Regions from separate parts of the Zea mays genome. Here all the other regions are linked to region 2. A link is a contact called in public Hi-C data. All regions are on one chromosome and are shown on one strand. Each heading gives the region's core, a stretch centred on a gene start, on an enhancer-like site or on the middle of the called end of the contact. The rest is flanking DNA. Distances are from core to core; before and after follow the strand shown.

The links. Hi-C and Micro-C count contacts between places; a contact is called where the count stands out from the background.
Region 1: a contact with region 2 is called in a Hi-C map of ear, with 3 times the contacts expected there. The contact joins the promoter of LOC103649150 here to the promoter of LOC100284144 in region 2. A contact is called at or near these places in 9 of 25 Hi-C or Micro-C datasets (bundle sheath, ear, leaf and 2 more).
Region 3: a Hi-C map of tassel shows a contact between it and region 2, with 2.7 times the contacts expected there. The contact joins the promoter of LOC100281544 here to the promoter of LOC100284144 in region 2. A contact is called at or near these places in 2 of 25 Hi-C or Micro-C datasets (leaf and tassel).

What each region holds. Positions count from the first base shown.
Region 1 is chr2:186,858,726-186,861,509 of Zm-B73-REFERENCE-NAM-5.0, forward strand. LOC103649150 (DNA glycosylase superfamily protein) reads right to left here and starts at 1,382. Exons shown (of 5, transcript XM_008673484.4): 1 at 635-1,382. The coding sequence starts at 1,205.
Region 2 is chr2:186,704,397-186,707,096 of Zm-B73-REFERENCE-NAM-5.0, forward strand. LOC100284144 reads right to left here and starts at 1,377. Exons shown (of 10, transcript NM_001157041.1): 1 at 1,242-1,377; 2 at 595-664; 3 at 370-435; 4 at 1-282. The coding sequence starts at 176.
Region 3 is chr2:186,951,475-186,954,174 of Zm-B73-REFERENCE-NAM-5.0, forward strand. LOC100281544 (putative phototropic-resoponsive NPH3 family protein) reads right to left here and starts at 1,358. Exons shown (of 4, transcript NM_001154463.3): 1 at 1,033-1,358. The coding sequence starts at 1,094.

The DNA of each region.
Region 1 (2,784 bases), core at 132-2,631, 150 kb after region 2:
AATGCATGACCACCGTTTCTCTAAATGTAGGCAAGCATTCCTTACTAGACCAGCCGCGTCTTCACTTCTACCTAATGGCATATACAAACTAGATACTATATTATGGTTCTTTAAGCACTAGATACACCTAAGAAACCCCTTCATACAATCCAATATATCTAAGCCTTATATTTTATTCACTAGAGCCTCTTGAGTACGACTCATTTACGTGAGTTGTATGTGTGGAACCGTATCTAGACTTAGAGAACTGTGCCAGAGACGTTCCTTTACAAGATATTGTCTCTTGTGTTTTTAATACCCTTTAAGATATGTAAGACATTTATGTGTGTTGTACATGCTCTGATCTCTCCAACCAAATTGATTGGGGGGTTGGGGGGGGGGGCTGGCACTAACTGTGTACGTATGTATATTGTTACAATTGATATCTGTTAATCTAGATGTAATAATCTAAGAATATATATGCATGATGTCTATCATGAGTTCATGACAAATTAAAGGTGAAAAGCAGTCGTCTAAAGTGTCTAGTATATATGTTGTAGGTCTTCGTATACATACGATAAGCTAGCAAATGTGTCTTGACCTTACCGAAAATAGCCATAAATAAGCTCATGAATGATTTGTTTTGACCACCTACCACTGTTAGGGGTAATCCAGGGGCACCTCGGCGGCCCCGCTGACGCCGCCGCGGTGGGTTCTCCGTTCAACAAGCCGCCTGCTACCACCGGCGGCACCGCCTGATGGTGAACAGTAGTGGCCGCTGCACCGCCGCCTGGCACGACGCCGCTACTAGCGACCTTCCTGGACGCCGACGCCGCCGCCGCCGGCCGCGCGGAGGGAGGTCCGGCAGAGCCCGCCGCCCTCCGCCGGGGAGCCCCCGCGGGCGGGCCCGCGGGGCGGCGGCCGATCCGGCCCGTGGACGCCCGGCTGCAGAATGACTCGGTGGACGCCTCCGACGCGCACGAGACGCTGAGCGAGGACGACGGGTGCACGTAGCTGCTCCCCCGCCCACCACCGGCGACTGCGGCACGGCGCAGTAGCATGGACGCCGCGGCGCCCCTGGCCGACGCCGGCGACGGCAGCAGATTCTTTCTCCTGGCCGACGCCGGCGGAGGCGGCTCCTTGTCCCTGGCTCCAGGCGGCTTCGGAGACTGAGACAGCCTCCGTGCGGCCCCGGGCACACGGGGAGCCGCCGCCGCCGACGACATGGCCCGGGGGACTGGAGCGTGCTAGCTACACTACACCTACACCTAGCCGCGCGAGAGAGTGGAGTCGTGCCCGTGCCTGTGCTCTCTCGCGCGCGTAAAGTGAGCTTGTGCCGACGCGCGCGCGCGTTGTGAGCGAAAGCGAGAGACGATCGGAAGAGCCGGAGCAGGTGATGAGCCGGTTAAGTAGATAGCGCGGTAGCGGCCGCAGCGTGTTGTAGCAGCCAGTAGCGGAGTGGCGCGCAGGGCCGCACCGCGCCGCGCGGTGGGTGGGAGGTGCAGCCGCGCAGAGGGATCGGAAAAAGGAGGGGTGATGCGGACGCGCGCGGTAGGTGCCACGTCGAAACCGTATCGTCGTCGTCGTCATGGGGAACGTAACTATACAGACGACGGACCTTTGATGCAGTAGTTAATCATGGCGATTAGCTAGTAGAGATCATATATATGCACGAAAGTGACGAGACCACGTACGCCCCATGCCATGCATGGTCGGAGCACGTCGATCTGTACCAGACGGTGGAAGCAGGGATATATAGATTTTCTGATGGATAAAATGAGATATGCATGCCCTATTGGCTTGTTTCCTTCCTGAATCCTGACCTGGCCGGTCGCTACTGCAGATCCATGGAGCTGGTGAACCCAAACAGTTTAATAATCTTATTACTTCTATTTTTAAAATAATAAATTGAATTATTTTTAATGAGTTGATATATATCTCTACTACTAATTATAAGTCTATTGTAGGCGTCCACACCCCCGGTGCACGTTCTGCCTCCAGCTCATCCCTCCTGCATCCCGCTCGCCCGCCGCATCCCTCCCGCATCCCACAGTCGCACCTTCAACGGCGGAATCCAGGCGCACCCCCGGTGCACGTTCTGCCTCCAGCTCATCCTGTTGGGGCAAAGGCAAAGGCGCCACTCTTCGCTCGAAGTCTTCGCTGCAGCAGCTGAGCTAACAGAGACAAAACAGGCAGGGACACCCTTCGCATGTACCGCACCAGACGAAGACTGGCGACGAAGGGCGTCCCACAGTGCAGCCTCGTCCAGCTCAGAGGCCCACGTGTGATCCGGCCCATCGTTACGGGCCCCGCGTGGCCGCCGTGCGTTACGGGCCTAATTTGTAAAGACATCCCTGTAATTACGGTCTGTAACCCCGCTTTATGGGAATATTCTGGGGATAATCTAGGTAGCTGAGGGCACATGCGTCCTTAGCTCAAGGCGCTGCGCGCTCAGGTACCTATAAATACCCCTGCACAGTGCCCGTGAGAGGCCGGATTAACAGAGCTTTTGCCATCTAGCGCGTGTGCCCTGTTGACACCACTGTTCACCCTTGTTGGATCCCCTCGCGACCGAGAGCAAGTTCCAACATTTGGCGTCCACCGTTCGTGCTACGAGAAAACCACCCGCGATGGCACCCAAGAGAGCTAACCCGAAGGCCGACGAGGCTGCGAAGGCAGCACTGCTCGCCGCAAGAAAGGGCAAGGCCCTCGCCCTCACCCACTCCACCCACCAAGAGGCCACTGAAGACAATGTTCCTCGCGCCTGCGAAGACGACACCCTCCGCACCTGCGACCCTGAAGGAC
Region 2 (2,700 bases), core at 127-2,626:
TGCAGAAGAGGTTCCGCTTCAGAAACCATGCTTTCTCCCACTGCTAAAATGGCATGAGCCATGGAGGGTGGATGTGCAATGGTTTCCCCAGATGATTTATTCTTGACTGTCCCAATGACCTCGTTAGGCTCAAGAATGCTTAGGTCATCAATATTAAGCATTAGATGTTCCTTCATTGTTGCAAATAACTAATAAACCTTCCAGCAAAAGAATTCTTGTAGAAATGCTATTAGATCAGCAGAGAGTTCATAATCTAGTAGCTAGACCAGGCTTAGCATCCCACTGAAAGAAAAGGACAGGTCAGCCGATGCCATTGTTAACTAGAAAGACACCATTGTTAATTATAAATACACCCTGTTTGTCACATACCAGCTCCAAGATCCACCATAAATCTTGAGTTCATACAAGAATCAAGACCCTTGAGACTTTTTTTGTCTAGAATAGAAAGAAAGCAAGTCAGGTGTACCCCTAAGCCCTAGCTCCACATTCAGAAATTTATGGAGCTAGTAATACCCAACTCCAAGAAATCTTGGTGCTGGGACACTGCAAACAGGGTCATAGAATAACTGAAACAACAGAAGAAACTTGTCTAACCTTGTGAAATAAGGCACCGGAATCCTTGGTGAAAGAGGAAAGAGGCACCAATGCTCTGAGCTCCACGTTTCTGCCCAATATATTATATATATCATCACAAAACAACTTCGCAATTCCCTCCTTCAACATTGAAGGCATTTGAACATTAAAAACATCCTAGATGAGACAAGTCCAATGCTTATGAATAAATAATTTGTTCTGCAAACAGTAATGTTCCTCCCAATCATGAAACAACTGTACCTTTTTTTGCAAATGAAACAACTACTTCAATCTGGACATTTCCAGCAATTAAGTTTGTTTTTCACAGAATATAAATCTAGCATTCTGAGATTTCCCTCACAATTGCATCCGCAATGATAATAAACAGAAGAAACAGATACTTCGATACTAAATTTTATCCAAAGCGCACATTCTTAAATTTGATCATTTGCCTGTCCTAACCTCGGCACGATTAAATTCTCACCACAAGCTACCAACAGGAAAAAGTAAATAATACTAAGTGTAAAGCAAGCAACATGGCTGCCTCTAAACCGAAGTTAGCATGTACAATAAACGTACTTGGGGTCAGATCCGAAACCAAATAGCTTAGGTTGGGGTTGGGGTGCTCCGTTTCGCACAGCAGAATGGAATCGAAGGGGCGGGCATACCTGGTGGATGCTCGTCGCCGGTGAAGGGCCCGACGAAGACCTGGTGAAGGGCGCCGCCGCTCGCCCACTTGTGGCCGCCGGAAAAGGAAGGCCACGAAAGAGACGGGGCGTGAATGGGAGAAGGTAAAAGGAGGGGCGAACGCAACAGGCGGCGACGAGCTCGGGAAGTCGGTAGGTTATAGGTGTTCCTTTTTGAAAAAAAAAAACAATTATTAAATGCGATAGTTTTTTTACCATATATGCCAAATAGCAATTTAGTATCACGCTCACTATGGTCCCTGTCAGCGCGCGTATTGCAGCTCCCATTACAAGCAAATGTTATACACCTCATTTCTTAAGTAAAGTAAGTATTTATTTTCAATCTTTTTATTTAATCACAATGATTGACTTTAATAATTCAATGACTAACACTAATAAATATAATGATGGACTCTAATAAGTACAATGACTGACCCTAATAACTTATTCCTTAGTAATTCTCATAAACTTTTGAAGCTAAAAGATGGAATGACTGTGTTTTCACATAATTATAGGGTTTATTCACTTTTTTCATGTAGTGCATGTTTTTTGAATGAAATCACGATTATTTTATAAATTCTCATAATGATTGAGGCTAAAAAGATGGAATGATTGAGTTTTTTTCGTAATGTCTGTTTTTAGAATGACTGACTTACTAAATGACTGTTATCTCAGTAATTCTCGTAAATGACTCAAGATAAAATATAGAATGACTGACTCTAATAAAATCCTAAGATAAATATGACAAGTGAGATCTAATTTTGAAGCTTTTATTGTGACGAACAAGAAGGTAAAAAATCCAATTTCAATACTAAATTTTGTAGATATTAATTTTTTAAGTGGAACTTTAAAGCATGCATTTGTGCATTCTTTTTTTTGAGAGTGTTGGGCGCCACATCGGATTAGGTGATGGACACGCCACGGATTTTGGGCTGTCAAAACTGGATTTTATTATGCATATATATAGTCTCTATGTAACTTGTAGTAAATTATCTTCATAATAGCAATTTAGTTGAGAATATATAATATATAATGTATAAACAATCATGTCAGTGTAACCGTGCAATCATGTGATAAAGTTCATCCAATAAAAAATTCAATGGTCATTGCTATTTTACATTTAATTCTTCAATATATATGTCATCATTTGAATTTGGTTATATGCATTATATCTCCTGATTACACGGTTACATAAATATGATTGACTGAACAAGTTATGTTTTTATTATAGTTTTCCTTCACGACATCTTATGCATACCACCACTTTTATTTAGGGTCCCACATGAGTTGTGATTAGAGTTCACAATATAACAACATAACATGAATTATGTTATGACCTTGATCGCATCATGCATATAGGTCAGGGTCACAAGTATACCAATCAATGTTATTGGTTTTGCATTCATGCTTATGTTTCTACTTTTTATAATCTTCAGAGGCA
Region 3 (2,700 bases), core at 108-2,607, 250 kb after region 2:
ACGGGATGGACACAAACAACTATTCCCAAGAGAAACAAGGAATGCCAGCGTGAAAGTCCAGAAATAGGGGAATTTTTTAATTTCTTTTTACATGTATCTAGTTCAGAAAATAGCATCATGCAACAGATAAATATTCCCTAGTTATCGCTGGATAGTTTAATTTTGTACTATCGAGCGACAACTAAAACGAAATAGAGAAAGTAGAATGCAGAGAATACTCTCCCAACCCCCAATCCCCCCACCCCCACCCGAAAAAAACATCCGGGAACAGGTAGGAAAAGAAACTATGAATACAGCATTGTTGCAGTCCATTGAAGGCCTCAAGCGGCGGGTTGAGATGGAAAAGGTCAAACTTTTTGGAGGAAACGGCAAGTACCAACGAATTTGGTGGTATCGGCAATCAGAAAAAAAGTGTGCCTCCTATATACGCAACAACAAAAAGAATCCAAGTACAATGTCACGTCGAAATCAAGGAACGAGGCAGGAAAGGACAAGAGAGTTGGTTATTCTGAAACCACAGTCCAAACAAGAACATGCATGGTGGTGAAAGAAGGTCTCGAAACCGCCCCCGGCCCCATGTTAGCACCCGCCACCTTCGCCAATCGCCATCATCGTCTCACAAAACAGAGTTGTTCTTCTAGCTAAAGGAAACCCCTCCAAATTAGATGGGAAATAAAAGAGAGGTCTTTGGCGCCCTCACCACCACCACCACCACCACCACCACCACCACCACCACCACCACCACCACAGTTAATGGAGTGAATGGTACTGTTGCATCATTCGACCGCCGCACGGGGACGAGGCCGAGCAGGCTGTTGGTAATCAGCCGGACTCGAGCGTCCGACAAAGAAAAGCGCATGGTTTTTTTTCTTACAAGATCAAGAGGATGCGGCGATCCTAGGGAGCAGCGTCGGGTAGATGCCATAGGACAGACTGTGAGGCAGCAAAGATCACCGCACTGCGCACTGGGCCTGAGCAGGAGAGAGAGAGAGAGATGGTTGAGGGAGAAGAGAAAGTGAGGCGTGTGCTCACCGGACGTCGGCGCCGTCGGACTGGAAAGCATCGGGCTTGGAGCCCAGCTTCATGAACTTCATCCTCCCTGCGCGCCTTTCTCCTCTTCTTTTCCTCTCAGAGCCGCGCTCCCATGCACCGCGCCACGAGAAAGCAGCCGTGAGGAGCTTTGCAGCTCCGCGCTGGTGTGGTGCTGCTGCTGCTGCTCCAACGAAGAGGCGGTCGGTGAATATAATGGGACTGAATGAACGCGGCAGTTAACGGAGAGCGGAGCGGGGCGCGCTCACTTGGGACTCACTCGGAGGAGACGAGCAGAGCAGGAGGAGGAAGGAGGGAGCGCGGCCAATGATGCCGTGGCGTGTGAGTGATGGGATATTATTGAACCCAAAGCCGCCCTGGTCTCTGCACTGCACCCAACTCGTCTCTCTCTCTCTCTCTCTCTCTCTCTGCTGCTGCTCTTCTCTGGCCTCCTCGGCCTGCCAAAGCCGCCCTTCTCGTTGCTTGCTGCAATGTCAGTCAATACGGTCTCTCTCTCTCTCTGACCAGAAGAGCCTGTGGCGTAGCCTTTTTCGGCCCTCCCTAGCTATATGGCTGCGCTGCGCGCCTCTCTTTCTTCGCTTCAACGAACATGGCCGTGGGACTGTCTCGCAGTCGCAGTGCTTACTCCACGGTTAGCCAGTCTGATTAGTTTCCCCTTTAGCACTGTCTCCAGCTTTATTAATAGATAGAGAGCATTTCAGTTCAGGGTGCGCGGTGGGTGGTGCCATCCGTGTTGGGTGCATTGCAGTGGGGAGTGAGGGAGGGCCTTCGCGCACTTCACACAGGCAGCACACGTCCGTTTCCGTGTGCGCCGCGCTAGGCAGCAGCAAGAGCCATGTCTTTTTCACCTCAATAGATTTGAGGACGAGGCAATAATGACGTCGTCTTCGCAACCCCTCACGTAGACTCTCTTCTAGAAGGTTTCTCCCAAGTTCTCAGCATTATTGCTAACCATTCAGGCATTTCCTGGAGGCCATTGCACCTCGCGGGGCCTAGCTAACGTATCAAAACAACTGCAATCTTCTCGCAAATCTCCCTCTCGATCTTGTCAAAAGTTACCGTTTTCCCTTGACAAATTCGGCTAATAAAGTTGGTTGGTAAACCCCGACCGGGTAATAATATCACTATATATACCAGCTACTAGTTGGCACCGGTCACGGGCCAAAGCGGGCAGCCAAGTCAACTGACGACCAGATTTACAAATTACAAGGCTAGTTAATACAAGCGCGCGTAGGTGGACACATGTCTTCCTTTTCAACTTTATAGATGGTGTACATTTTTTCCTTTGATACAGGAAGATTTTATTAATGACTTCAAGCACATTACATCGAGGAGATACAAGCCCTTAAAATTTCTTCTAGCCTCTGCTTAAGGAGCACACAGCTTTGAAACAAACAAAGTTGATAACCCACACGCTAATGGTAATCAATCCGAAGACTAGTCCGTCACCCATGTGTCCAGGGAAAAAAGTACAGTCCATTTTGTAAGTTAGTTAGAATTCTCTTAATTTTGAAGGTGAGACTAACCACCTTTAACTCTCTAGAATTATATGGCGCTTTCATATTAGATGATTTAATGATTAATTTGGGCTCTAAGCACATTTGAATCCATCAATCCCCACCAAATGTTTTTAAGGCACATAAAGAATGC